Linked DNA regions of Sus scrofa: region 1 is linked to region 2. The links are chromatin contacts, called in public promoter capture Hi-C maps. All regions are on one chromosome and are shown on one strand. Each heading gives the region's core, a stretch centred on a gene start, on an enhancer-like site or on the middle of the called end of the contact. The rest is flanking DNA. Distances are from core to core; before and after follow the strand shown. Region 1 holds the start of ARNT (aryl hydrocarbon receptor nuclear translocator). Region 2 holds the start of VPS72 (vacuolar protein sorting-associated protein 72 homolog).

Evidence for each region. Promoter capture Hi-C pulls out the DNA fragments that hold promoters and counts their contacts.
Region 1: a promoter capture Hi-C map of fetal liver shows a contact between it and region 2, with 2.5 times the contacts expected there. The contact joins the promoter of ARNT here to the promoter of VPS72 in region 2. A contact is called at or near these places in 1 of 5 promoter capture datasets (fetal liver) and 1 of 2 datasets of contacts at active chromatin or transcription factors (alveolar macrophages).

The regions. Positions count from the first base shown.
Region 1 is chr4:98,327,800-98,334,924 of Sscrofa11.1, reverse strand. ARNT (aryl hydrocarbon receptor nuclear translocator) reads right to left here and starts at 1,466. Exons shown (of 22, transcript NM_001315687.1): 1 at 1,306-1,466. The coding sequence starts at 1,330.
Region 2 is chr4:98,059,687-98,066,474 of Sscrofa11.1, reverse strand. VPS72 (vacuolar protein sorting-associated protein 72 homolog) reads right to left here and starts at 4,214. Exons shown (of 6, transcript XM_001929654.5): 1 at 3,986-4,214; 2 at 144-296. The coding sequence starts at 4,102. It also overlaps a transcript of PIP5K1A not described here.

The DNA.
Region 1 (7,125 bases), core at 217-2,716, 270 kb before region 2:
TTTCAATTTTATTCCATCACTCAGCACTTTCTGCAATGGAATTTTAGCCATTAATTTTATCTCCTTTTCCTCTAAAAAATTAACAAGATTTAAAAATATGATATTGACCATGTGGACAAATGTTAACTTCCTTTTAAATAGCTTCTGTTCCCAGAAACATGGTAGGAAAGACAGTAAATTTCACAGTGATTCAACTGTAATAGCAAAACCTGGTATTGCAAAATAATACTCCCTTTCAGAGACACGGAAAAAAATTTAAATTTCAACAAGGGAATGGCAGTGAATCCCTCCCACTAAGGTACTTCCAAATTATTCATCCCCACCTCTGGCTTCTTTTTTAAGGCTATTAAAGACAGGGATTTCTGGAAAATGGCCAAGGTCAGCAAGGTAAACTGGGATCCCTAAAATGAAATACTTCCCAGGGAGAAATAACTGTAACATAGTGGAAAGAGGACTGGGACTAGGAATGTGAAGACCTGATCTGTCTAGACATGCTGCACTACACGCCACTCCATCTCTTAGACATGACTGACTAGATTTTTTCGAAATGTTCAAGCTCTCCTTTTAGAAGAGATATTCATTGAGATATAGCATAAATTGAACTTTTCTTAAAGAATGGGAACTGCTTCGACCCACATCTAACAAATTAAACTTGGGTCCTGGATGCTTGCTGTTGGCAAGATTCATCCTGAAACTCAAGCATTACACAAACCTCCGCCTTCAGACACTAGAGGCATCTTTAATACACAAATGTAAGTTTCAAAGGACAGCCCCCGGGGCGAGGGGTAGGGGCACAGCTTTTTTATTTTTCAAGAGAAATTGAGTATAATTCAAGGCTTTATAACCTAAACGTTTGGAAGCACACCTCAGCTAAACAACAACGTGGTCCAGTGCTTAAGAGTCCAAACCACTTTTAAAGTAAAAAGAGCCACTCTGCCCACAGTTACTCGGCATCAAGCAGGTCCACAGTGGGCAGAGGGTTGAAAGAGGACCACACCACACAGCAGAACGCCGCCACAAGAGTGGAGGCGGGCCAGCCCCGCGCCAAGAGCCGCTCCAACAGAACTCGGGGCAAGGATTCCCCAACTCTCACCCGCCTGCTCCCTCCCTCCACTTCGGGTCTCCCCAGTGCCCCAGGGTCGGGCCCCTCCCCCAGGTCACTCCCTTCCCCCACTGTCCCCTAACCGCCTACGCGCGTCCCAGCGCTCTCACCCCAACTACGGCCCCTCAGCCCTGGGTCTCCCCAGCTGCCAACCCCTTCAGCCCCTCCTTCTTTAGAGGCACACCAGTCCTCCGTCTCCTCACCGGGGTTAGCAGTAGTCGCCGCCATGGCCGCAGATGCCACCGCCGCTGTACCACCCCCCCAGTGGGAGGAGCCGCCGCCACCGAACCGGGGGGAGGGGGAGGGGAGAGCCACTCCCCAGACGCGGCGCCGTAATGCCGCCACCGCTACCGCGGAATCCAAGATGGCGGCTGCAGCAACCCCCACCGTCCCCAACCCCTACGGCGGAGAGACCCCGCCCAGGAGGCGTGGTCACCCCCAAGGCCCGCCTCCTCTGGAAAACTGGCCAATGGAAATGCCAAATCGACCGGAGGCGGGCTGGCCACTGAGCCGCCAGCGGGTCCGGAGGAGGAGAGAGGGCAAGGAAGAAGTCCAGCTGTCTCTTTAATCCCGCCTCTAGTGCGTTAGAGGTCAGAGATCCAGTGACGTCAGTGAAAAACAATTTTACTAAAAAGCTTCGCTGGGTGGTGGATTCGCCTGGCTGGCCACTCTGCAGACAATTTTTTTTGTAGATCTTCTTCAGGTGCTCATATGTTTAAACTTCACTTAGTGATTTGCAATCCTTCCTAGTTTTTTCCTATTTCAAGGACCTTTGTACCTGCTGAAAAAAGTTAGATAAGTGAGTTTTGAATGCTTTTTATGGAACTGGTGGTGTTCGAGTATCTGGGCGCTTGTGGTGTGGTAGGGGAGATATCGGCAGCCAAAACAAGAGGCAATGTATAAAGAAAATATTTTGATTAAGAGTGGGATAACTTCCTCTGATCAATGAAAGGGACATGGTGACGGGTTTTTAGCAGAGAACTGATAAGATGAATATTGCACAAATTTATTTTCAAAAAATAGGAAGCATTGAGCACTTCGGGCCAGACACTGTCCAAACCGTTTTATAGTATTTCATTTAATCCTCATAACAACATTGTGAGGTAGATTCTGTTATTTTTTCCGTTTTGCAGATAAGGAAACAGAAGCAAAGAGGTTAAACTATGGACACCCAGCTGGTAAGTAGCGGTGGAGGCAAACTGAAGAAGTCTGACTCTGGGAATATTTTCCCTTCATCCCCTTTGTGTAGCACTGCAACATACTGCCGTTTCACATATCTTTCACAAATTGTCTATTAGAAATTTAATTCTAATTTTAACAGAAATCCCATTACACTCTTGAGCATCTTTGAATTCTTGTATGTATCCTACAAAGATTACATAGATCCACTTTTCTCAGTTAACAGTATAGTTTAACTCAGCCAAGGTATTTTAACATATTTTGAATATTATTGTTACATTTGTTAAAATTAAAATTTTCTTTGCTATCAGTTTGTTGTGTTGTATTTCCAGTTCACCAAAAAGAGAAAAATCACTCACTCAAAAGAAATGCATTGATGAAAAAAGTACCTTGAAGTGTAACCAGTAGCAGTGAAAATTTACAAGGAGATAGAGCTTAATTCTCCTCCTTTTTTTTTTTTTTTTTTTGTCTTTTTGGGGCCACACCCTTGGCATATGTAAGTTCCCAGGCTAGGGGTTGAATCAAGAGCTGCAGCTGCCGGCCTACATCACAGCCACAGCAATGCAGGATCCAAGGCGTGTCTGCAGCCTATACCACAGCTCACAGCAACGATGGATCTTTAACCCAACAAGCAAGGCAAGGGATTGAACCCACATCCTCATGAATACCAGTTGGGTTCCTTAACCACTGAGCCACAATAGGAACTCCCTAATTTTCCTCCTTTGATTGTGAATTTGGCTTAGGAGTTTGCTTTTAAGGAATAGGATATGGAAAGGGGAAAATAGTAATGTTACAGTGAAGAAAACTGACAGATACCATCTTTCCCAAATAATCAAGGTTAACTTCGCCAATAGTAAGTTATATTAAAACTATGTATTGAGGACTAAATAAATATCTGCACATCCTAAAAGTTGATTGTTATATTTTATTCGGTGGACAGAACTCCAAAGCCCTGGAGGCAGCATCTCAAGTAACCCTGAGAAAATTGCTCTGAGGAGGCTGGGAGGAGCTAGGACATAGAGGAGTTTTGCAACAAAGAGCAAGTAGTAGGAACTATCTACCTACCTAGTATAAACAAAAGATTACTGTTAATAACAGAAAACTAGATATCTGAAATTAAGGAATTTAGAGCTTTTCTGTGTATGGGAAGATACAAAGGTCTGGGCTCACTGAAATCATTCCTTTGATATAGGGCCAGTTTCACATCCTAATTTTCCTCAGAGTTCACTGGCTCATCCTTGGAGGTGGCTGCAATTGCTAATGACTGTGAAATCCTTTGCTTACTGATATGGCAGTCAGTATTTTGTTTCACATACCCCTGACATGATGCGATGAGAAGGGCACCTCACTTCTGTTGTGTTCTTCCACCAAATCTATAGCCTCAGCCTAAACATGGGAGGACATCAGACAAACCCAAACTGAGGTATGGTCTGCAAAAATACCTGATCTGTATTCTTTAAAATTGCCAAGATCATGAAAAGAAAATGAACAAAGAGAAAAACTGTCATAGTTTGGAGGACATGAGGACTACTTACAAGATCCTGGGTTGGATCAAAAAAAACAAAAAGGACATTAATGGAAAATTTGATGAAATCCAAAGGAAAGTATATAGTTTAGTTAAATAGAGTTGTACCAATGTTAATTTCTTAGTTTTGTAAATGTAACGTTATAATGCAGGATATTAGCATTAGGGGAAACTGAGTGAGGGTATACAGGAACTCCTTGTACTATCTTTGTAATTCTGTGAATCTAAACGTATGTCACGATAAAAAAATAAAACAAAAACAAACAAAAAGTAATGGTGAAAAAAGTAAAAACTACTTCAGTTCAAAATTATGTTGTAGGGAGTTCCTGTCCCAGCTCAGTGGTTAATGAACCCGACTAGCATCCATGAGTACATGAGTTCGATCCCTGGTCTCGCTCAGTGGATTAAGGATCTGGCATTGCCATGAGCCGTGATGTAGGTCGAAGATGCAGCCCGGATCCCACGTTGCCGTTGCTGTTGTTGTGCCTGTGGCGTAGGCCAGCAGCTGCAGCTCCAATTCAACCCCAGCCTGGGAATTTCCACATGCCGCCCTAAAAAGAAAAAAAAAAAAATTATATTGTAGGAGTTCCCATTGTGGCTCAGCAGGTTATGAACCTTACTGATATCCACGAGGATGCAGGTTTGATCCTTGGCCTCACTCTGTGGGTTAAGGATCCTGTACGGCTGTGGCTGTGGTGTAGGCCAGCAGCTGCAGTTCTGATTTGACCACTACCCTGGGAACTTTCATATGGCACAGATGTGGCCCTAAAAAAGAAAAAATAAAATTACATCTTAAAGATAGCTAGCTCTTAAAAAGACTGCAGTGCCGATATAGAATATATTATTATGTGCCTTTAAATGTGGTAAGTTCATCCAAGCAACAAAAACAACAAAATTTTAAGTAAATAGTAAGTATGACCATGAATATCAAAAACATAGGTTTTATTGGGCTACCATCCATTTCTCCATTGCCCACTACACCTTGATTGTTGGGAAATTTTGCCAGTGACTTAGAAAGACATCAAAACTTTCAAGTCAATTTTGGCCCAAATACAATAACCTCACTGCCAAGAAATACACTTTTCCAGAACAAATGCAAAGTAGTGTTTTCCAGAATGAAACAGATGAATTTGTGGATGAAAAATAGCAAGTTATGGGCTTCATTTTTTTAATTTTTAATTTTTTTTATGACAGCACCCGCACTATATGGAAGTTCCTGGGACAGGGACTGAATCTGAGCCACAGCTGCAGCAACACCAGATCCTTTAACCCACTGCTTAGGGCCAGGGATGCTGCTGCAGCTGAAGTGGGATTCTTAACCTACTGCACCAGAACTCCAGCCCTCATTAAAAAAAAAAAGTAAAAGTCACTTTTTTTCAGAAATACTTGCTACAAAGTTAATAGCAAATGTTTTCCTTGGAAAAAGTATAATGAACTATTAGCAAAAATCCCTAATCAAATATCATATGAAATCATGCTATACAACATGAAAGGGCTATATCAGCCCAACACTTGCTAAAAAAGTTGTTTGTCAGAGTTCCCTTCGTGGCTCAGTGGTTAACGAATCCAACTAGGAACCACGAGGTTTCGGGTTCGATCGCTGGCCTTGCTCAGTGGGTTAAGGATCCAGGGTTGTTGTGAGCTGTGGTGTAAGTCACAGACGCGGCTTGGATCCTGTGAAGCTGTGGCTCTGGTGTAGGCTGGCGGCTATGGCTCCAATTGGACCCCTAGCCTGGGAACCTCCATATGCCATGAGAGCCGCCCAGGAAATGGCAAAAAGACAAAAAAAAAAAAAAAAGTTTTTGAAATATGAGTGGACACAACTGATGTACACAATATGAATAATTTCACAGTGTATATGCAGGGGGAAATGCGCAGAAACGTACTGTTTGGTTTATTATTAAAAATTCAAATTACCGCAGAAGAAATTTTCATTTAGAAAATTTTTCATTAAAAAAAATTACTTCGGGGGAGTTTCTGTTGTGATTCAGGAGTAAAGAACACAACTAGTATCCATGAGGATGAGGGTTCGATCCCTGGACCTGCTTAGCATTGTGGTGAGCTGCAGTATAGGTCACAGTTGTGGCTCAGATCTGGCATTGCTGTGGCTGTGGTATAGGCCAGCAGCTACCACTCTGATTTGACCACTAGTCTGGGAACTTCCATATGCTGCAGGTATGGCCCTAAAAAGAAAAAATAAATTATTGTTGGAGTTCTCCTGTGGCTCATCAGGTTAAGGATCTCTTGTCACTACTGTGGCTCCAGTTGCTGCTATGGCATGGATTTGATCCCTGGCCCAGGAACTTCCCCATGCCTTGAGTGCAGCCGAAAAAAAAGGAAAAAAAATATTTTATGAGGTATGACGAAATCTGAAAAAGGTAGCTTGTGATCAAAACTGATGGAGTTGTAGCTTTGGATGTACAAAGGATATTATTCCTACAATGAACGAAAGATGAGTCTACTTTCTGTTTTATTCAGAGAACAGTTGGTAGTCAAACAATAATTCTGATTATGATTCAACATAGAACAAATTAGTGCAAACTGTACGAATAGTAAATAGCAGCCAGTAAGCATAATCTTTAAGAAGAAACAGGCGAATAATAGAAGACTGCTTTTTCCACAATGAAGTATGGAGGCCAGTAATGAGGAAGGTTTCTAAATAAGGGCTGGAGTAAAAATCCCATTTTACTATACAGATAATACTAACAAAAACTATTTTTATTTTCCTAAATAGGCTTATTCAAATGCCTTAGCTGAGCAATATTTTCATTATTTTTTGTTGTTGTTGTTATTGTTGTTGTTGTTGTTGTTGTTGTTGCTATTTCTTGGGCCACTCCCGCGGCATATGGAGGTTCCCAGGCTAGGGGTTGAATCGGAGCTGTAGCCACCAGCCTACGCCAGAGCCACAGCAACGCCAGATCCGAGCCGCGTCTGCAACCTACACCACAGCTCACGGCAACGCCGGATCCTTAACCCACTGAGCAAGGGCAGGGACCGAACCCGCAACCTCATGGTTCCTAGTCGGATTCGTTAACCACTGCGCCACGACGGGAACTCCTATTTTCATTATTTATTAACCTGAACTTATTACTTCAAATTCTAAATGACATGATTTTTTTTTTCTTCCTTTTCAGTTGTGCCCGTAGCATATGCAAGTTCCCAGACTAGGCATAGACCCTGCGCCTCAGCAGCGATCCAACCCACTGCAGAGACAACGCCAGATCCTTAACCCACAGCACCACAGCCAGAACTCTGGCCATGATTTTTAATGTTAAGAAAAAGTATCAGGATTTTGTAAGAAAACCAGACTGTTATGCAG
Region 2 (6,788 bases), core at 2,965-5,464:
GACACCAGGGAAGAGAAGAAACAGGTAAAAGGAAGAGAAAACCAGCACTGAAGAAAATGGGACTGGTGTGAGGATCTTGAGACCTGATGAAAGAGAGAACAGGAATTAAGGAAGCCCAAGAAAACTAGGACCCCCCCCTTCACCTTATACGCTTTGGTGACTACTCGGCGCTTCCTTCTTGGCTCTTCTGTTTCTCCATCACTGGATGGTTCATCTCCTTCGTCGATGTCAAAATCAGAGTCCACCTCATCCTCTGTGTCTGACTGGTCCCCTTGATACTCATCATCTCCTGATTCCTGAAGGCATAGGGAAAAAAGGTTCTCATCGGCATCGGAGTCATTAATACCCCTCCAGGAGGAACAGAACTATTTCTTTCTTTCCTTCCCTTTCCTCCCTCCCTCCCTTTCTTTTTTGGTCTTTTTAGGGCTGTACCTGCGGCATATGGAAGTTCCCAGGCTAGGGGTTGAATTGGAGCTACAGCTGCTGGCCTATACCATAGCCATAGCAATGCCAGATTTGAGCCACATCTGTGACCTACTCCACAGTTCATGGCAAAGCTGGATCCTTAACCCACTGAGGGAGGCTAGGGACTGATGGCCTTAATCAATCATGGATGCTAGTCAGATTCATTACTGCTGAGGAAGGCCAGAATCAGTTTCTTTAGAAGGGCTGCCCCACTCTCCTTCCCAACTCAGCCTTTCACCTTCCTCAGGCAAAAAGCTTTCCGAGCTGATGGCCTTCAGCTCCAGGACCACCCCTTCCAACATTAATTGACTGCCTTGTACCTGTAGCACAGTGTTAAGTGCTGGGGTACAAAAGGATATGGTTTAGTCTCTATCTTCATGGGATCTTGCAGACTAGTAGAGGACAGGACATAATTATAAAACAAAGTTTTAATACAAGGCAACATATAAAGTACCAATAAAATGTTACAGATGGCTCGGGAAGGTTTAACTTTAGATTTCCTTCCTTTCGACTAGGAGTTGGCAAACTTTTTCAGTAAAGGGCCAGTTTCAGCCAACAGGTTGTAGTTTACTAAACCCTGCGTTAGACTCTAAAAAATGCAGAGGAGGACCTCCCATTGTGGCTCAGGAGAAACGAATCTAATATCCATGAAGACACAGGTTTGATCCCTGGCTTTGCTCAGTGGGTTAAGGATCCCACTTAAGGATCTTGGCATTGCTGAGAGCTGTGGTGTAGGTTGCAGACCTGGCTCAAATCTGGTATTGCTGTGGCTGTGGTGTAGGCTGGCAGATGCAGCTCCAATTCGACCCTTAGCCCAGGAACCTCTGTATGCTGTGGGTGCAGCCCTAAAAAGACAAAAAAAAAAAAAAAAAAAAAAAAAAAAAATTGCCTTTGACCACGGTTTAAAATACTGATAGTATTTAGATAGCCAAGGTCAAGGAGAGAAACATGGGCAGATCAAACAGCAGGAACAAAGGTGTAGAAGCAGGAATGCGTATAGCATGATTAGGGAATAAGGATTTGGACCTAAGTAAAGCAGGTTATCTCTGGCAAGAAGTTGTCCTAGCTGATTGTCTTTGGCGCTAGCACAGACAGCCTCCTTCCAACATTAACTGACTGCCCTGTAGGGCTACAAGATTAGAAAAGAAGGAAGTTGCCTCGGGGCCCAATGGGTCACGTTAGCTTTGCTGTGAGTTGTGATGTAGGCTGCAGACCAGGCTCAGATCTGGCGTTGCTATGGCTGTGGAGCAGGCTGGCAGCTACAGCTCGGATTCAACAGCTAGCCTGGGAACGTGCATATGCTGCAGGTGCAGCCTTAAAAAGGCAAAAAAAAGAAGAAAAAAAATCACTTGGAGGCGAAGGAGTTAATTGGGTGGGGCAGAACTTCAAACATGTGGCTTTCTCTTCAATCAATGATGAGACTAACGGGCTAATCTTGGTATACACACTGCCAAAACAAGCAAATAACAGACAGTTGACACTCCAAGCCTGTCAGCTTCAGTCTTGCACTGATGACCATCATTTCCTCCCAACTGATGTTTGTGAAAGACAGCCTGGGAACATGTTAATCCCCTTAGCTCTGACCCTACTAAGTCATATCACCAGAGGTAGCAGTTCAACTACACATTAGCTTAATGCCCAATTGAAATGCTTTCACTAAGTTATGGACTTACTACCATTCCTTTGGCTTTTATCAAGGGTCATTAATAGACATGACTAATCAAGAGACTGTTTTTACATCATCTACCAAACCCCTGTTACTTTATATATAAGGACGCAATTCTCCCTAGGATTTAATGTTGAATAAGTTTGTCTCTCTTAAAGAACTTGTATGCTTCTTTCCTACTGAAAAAAGAAATTCAGGGTTTGGCTGCCAGGAAGCTCACAGCTAAATTTAAAATCAATTGCTACTACCATTTTAGCTGAGGCTCTTGGTACAATTACTTCTGATCTGTCTCTATTTTTACTGTTCCTACTTTTTGTTTATATCGTAAGCCTCCTTAAATCCTTTTTGGAAGAAGGAAGGGTACATATTAAATAACAACTCGTAAAATGACAGGAATAGGAAAATGGCCTTTGGAGGAGGGATGGGAAAGTTCTATTTTAAACTACTTGCTTAGGGGGTTGTTGTGATGATTCCTAATCAGTCACCAAGTCCTGTGGATTCTATTTCTCCTTAATTTCTCCTGAACCCTCCTGATCATGTTTCTCTACTCCCGCTGCCTTCTTCAAATCCACAATACAGAGTGATCTTTATAAAGTACAAATCTGATCATAAAACTATGACAAATATTCTCAGTCCTCTGGATGAAGAGCAAAACTCCTTAACATGGCTCACAAGCCCTCCATGATCTGGCCCACGCCTACTCCCTCCAGCCTGACCAACCTTTATTCTCCTTCATGGTCTGGATAATGACAGTAGATATGCAGGTCCCTGACAAGGATCTCAGCGTTTTTATACATCTCTGCCCCACCCCCTCGCTGGACCAACCCTCCTCCTTCCCCTGCTCCTACTCCTACCACTATTCAGCCAGCCAAGGCCACTTTTCATATGGTCCTCAGCTTATCCTGATGCCTATCCCAAACAACTTTGGCTCCATGTGGAATTTAAACTGACTTAATTCAGCTAGTTCCCCCACTGGAATCTGGAATATGTCAGAACAAAATGGTGGGGTCTGTTTTTTGGTTTGTTTTCTTTTTGGCTGCGCTGGAGCCATGTGCAACTTCCCCACCAGGGACTGAACTGGTGCCAAAGGAGGTGACCCAAGCGGCAGCAGTGACACCATGCCCTTAACTGGCTGAGCCACAGAGGAACTCCCCAAAGTGGTGTTTTTAATACTCTGTTTCCCTAAAGCCTATCACAGTTCTTGGCTTGCTCTATGCGTTTAATATATTTGATGAACGGTTAGATTCAATCAATATAAAATTTAACAAGTGCCAACCCAATGAGGACACTGGACCAGGCATTGGACATGTGTACTGTTAAACAAAACAGATTATCTCTAACCTTAAAGCGCTTACAATCTGATAGAAAAGTATAAACAAGCCAGCAAAAGCTATTACAAATCGAAATAGGTTCTACGAAAGATATATAGGGAGAAACTTCTTAGCACAATCAAGGAAAGGCTATTTACCCAAGAGACATTTACACCGAGATCTGAAAGCTGAAAAAGGAGTATGCTAAGTGCCTCTATTTTTTCTTGAGAGAGATTTCTTTTCTATACTTGAGATGAATAACCAGGCAGTGGGCCAACGAGCATACACCGCGTGACTACGATGTGCTGTATGCTAGACGTCAGAAGTGCAATGAGAGATGCAGCTGGGGAAGTACACAGCAGGTTTCAGCCATCCAGGACTCTCCCTTCCAGGACTCCAGTTTATCCTCCAGTCTCGCCCACCCCATCTCGAGTATCAGCTACCAAGGATCCTCTCTTCCCCCACCCCCTTCTTTGTCCGAGGTTTCTCCCTTCAGGACTCCTTTCAGCTTCCTTCCCTCCCTCTTCCTGGGCCCGGCTCTTGCCTCAGTGAAACCCCCATAAGTCGTCTGGTAGAACTCATCTTCCTCCTCTGCCTCCAGGAGACCAGAAAGCCGGTTCCCTGCGGTCTTCCGGGGGGCCCGGCCCCCAGCCAAACTCATAGTGCCTACTCAGACTGCGCCACCACCAGCAACCCCTCACACAGCGCGGTCCTCAAGGATCGGCTCTCGACACCACTACCTGCGGGCGGCATGCGACGGCGGAAGCCGGTCATCTACAGGCAGAAGTAGCAGAGCGTCGAGAGATTCCTAGTCCCGCCCCCGAAATCTTCTCACGGCTTCAGCCCCGCCCACGCCTGCGCAGAGACTACCCCAAGCTCCCCGCCCCAGTTCCGGCGCCCATCTGGGCTGTGAAATACTTCGATTTGGTGACCCCCAGAAACCCCGCTACACTGAGTGCAGAAATCGGGAGCCAAGAAATTTTCATTTAGAAGAGGTCAGTCTCCCTCTGCTCCAGTTCGTTTTCCACTCTGCTGCCAGTAGGAACCTTTCTAAAAACCCAGATTTTGTCACACTTTTGCTCAAAAATCTTTAATGGCTCCTTCCTTGTCGACTTACAGGGTAAAGTCCAAATGTTTTTTAAATTTAGTTTTTAGTTTATATTGGATTATAGTTGATTTTCAATGTTGTGTTAATTTCAGGTGTACAGAAAAGTGATTCAGTTATACATATACCCATTCGTCTTTTTAAGTAAGTTGTTTTTTTTTTTTTTTTTGTCTTTTTGCGGTTTCTTGGGCCACTCCCGTGGCATATGGAGGTTCCCAGGCTAGGGGTCGAATCGGAGCCGTAGCTGCAGGCCTACGCCAGAGCCGCAGCAACGCGGATCCCAGCCGCTTCTGCAACCTACACCACAGCTCAGGGTAACGCCGGATCCTTAACCCACTGAACAAGGCCAGGGATCAAACTCGCAACTTCATGGTTCCCAGTCAGACTCGTTAACCACTGAGCCACAATGGGAACTCCTTAAGTAAAATTAAAAAAAAAAAAAAAAAATTCCCCCTTTTTCGGCAACCCGCATGACATGCAGAAGTTCCAGGACTAGGGATCAAATCCAAGCCAGAGCTTCGACCTACACAAAGCAACTTCTGATTATCTATTTTATTTTATTATTTTCTTTTCTTTCTTTCTTTCTTTTTAGGGCTGCACCCGCTGCATATCGAGGTTCCCAGGCTGGGGGTTGAATCAGCTACAGCTGCTGCCCTACACCACAGCCACAGCAATGCAGGATCTGAGCTGCATCTGTGACCTACACCACAGCTTAACCCACTGAGTGAGGCCAGCGATTGAACCCGAGTCCTCATGGATTCTAGCCGGGTTCGTTAACCGCTGAGCCAAGACGGGAACTCCTGATGTTTGTCCTTCTCTGCCTGAAAGTCCAAAATTCTTGTGGCGGAATAGTAGCATGGCTGAGAGCTGAGTTGTAGAGCCAGCCAGACCTGAGTTTGAGTTTGAGTTTAAGGTCTTCTAGCTGTGTGACTTTGGACAAGTTGTTTTGCCTCCCTGAATTTTAATCTTCTCATCTGTAAAGTGACACTAATAAGAATACCTACACTTTTAGGTGGTTGAGAAGATTTAAATATCTAATCCTTGTAAACCACTTAGCACAGTAATAAGCACATAGATGTTTGTTTGGTAGGGGATAACTACTATTAACATAGCTTTCAAGATCCTTCATCAGTCATTTAGCTTCTCCCTGCCTTTAACAGCCTCACATTATTCCACATCATCCTATTCTAGCATCGTTTCCCTGACACCAATTCTTTATCATGTCTCCGTATTTTTCCTTCTTAAAATTTCTTCTTTTTCTTACCTACCTGGCAAAATTCCAGTTCTGTAGGACAGTGAAGTCATCTCACATCTGTTTCTGTCTTCCCGGTGCAGTTTCTATAACCATGGAGATCATGCCTCCTAGATTCTTGTAATAGTTCCAGTCTCAAATAGTCTGTCAAGAATGTTTCAACTTCTCTTCCAGTTAGTTTGTTTGTTTGCTTATGGTCACACTCCGGGTATATGGAAGTTCCCAGGCCAGGGACTGAATCCCAGGACACAACTGTGGCAACGCCCAATCCTTTAACCCACTTCACTAGGCCAGGAATCGAACCCAAACCCCCACAGTGACCTGAGCTGCTGCAGACATTCTTAACCCACTGTGCCACAGAGGGAACTCTTCTTCCCATTTTTAATTCTGAAAGTATGGTTGTCAAAAAATAGCACTTGTGGCAGTTCCTATCATGGCTCAGTGGTTAATGAACCCAACTAGTACCCCTGAGAATGAGGGGTCCATCCCTGGCCTTACTCAGTGGGTTAAGGATCTGGCGTTGCTCTGAGCTGTGTGTAGGTCGAAGGCATGGCTGGGATCCTGAGTTGCTGTGGCTGTGGCTGTGGCTGTGGCCGGCAGCTACAGCTCTGATTTGACCCCTAGCCTGAGAACCTCCATATGCCATGGGTGTGGCCTAAAAACACCAAAAAAACCCACAAAAACCATAGCACTTGTGCATACTTTATGATGGCAAATATTATGTTTGCTCTAATGATTTATGTATCTGACTTCCTTATTTGTCTGTGATCTTTTTGAGTGTAGGGACTACATCTTCTTCTGTGTGCGCCAGAATTCCCACACTGCTTAGGATGTAATTGAGGCTAAATAATACTAACTCAATGAATGAATGAATGAATGAATGACTAATTGAGTTAATAAGGAACTTATCCTCTTATTTTGCCGATGTTGACCTAGCCTCTCCACTCCACTTTGACCTTAAGAACTGTCCTAAGACATGAAGTTCATTTT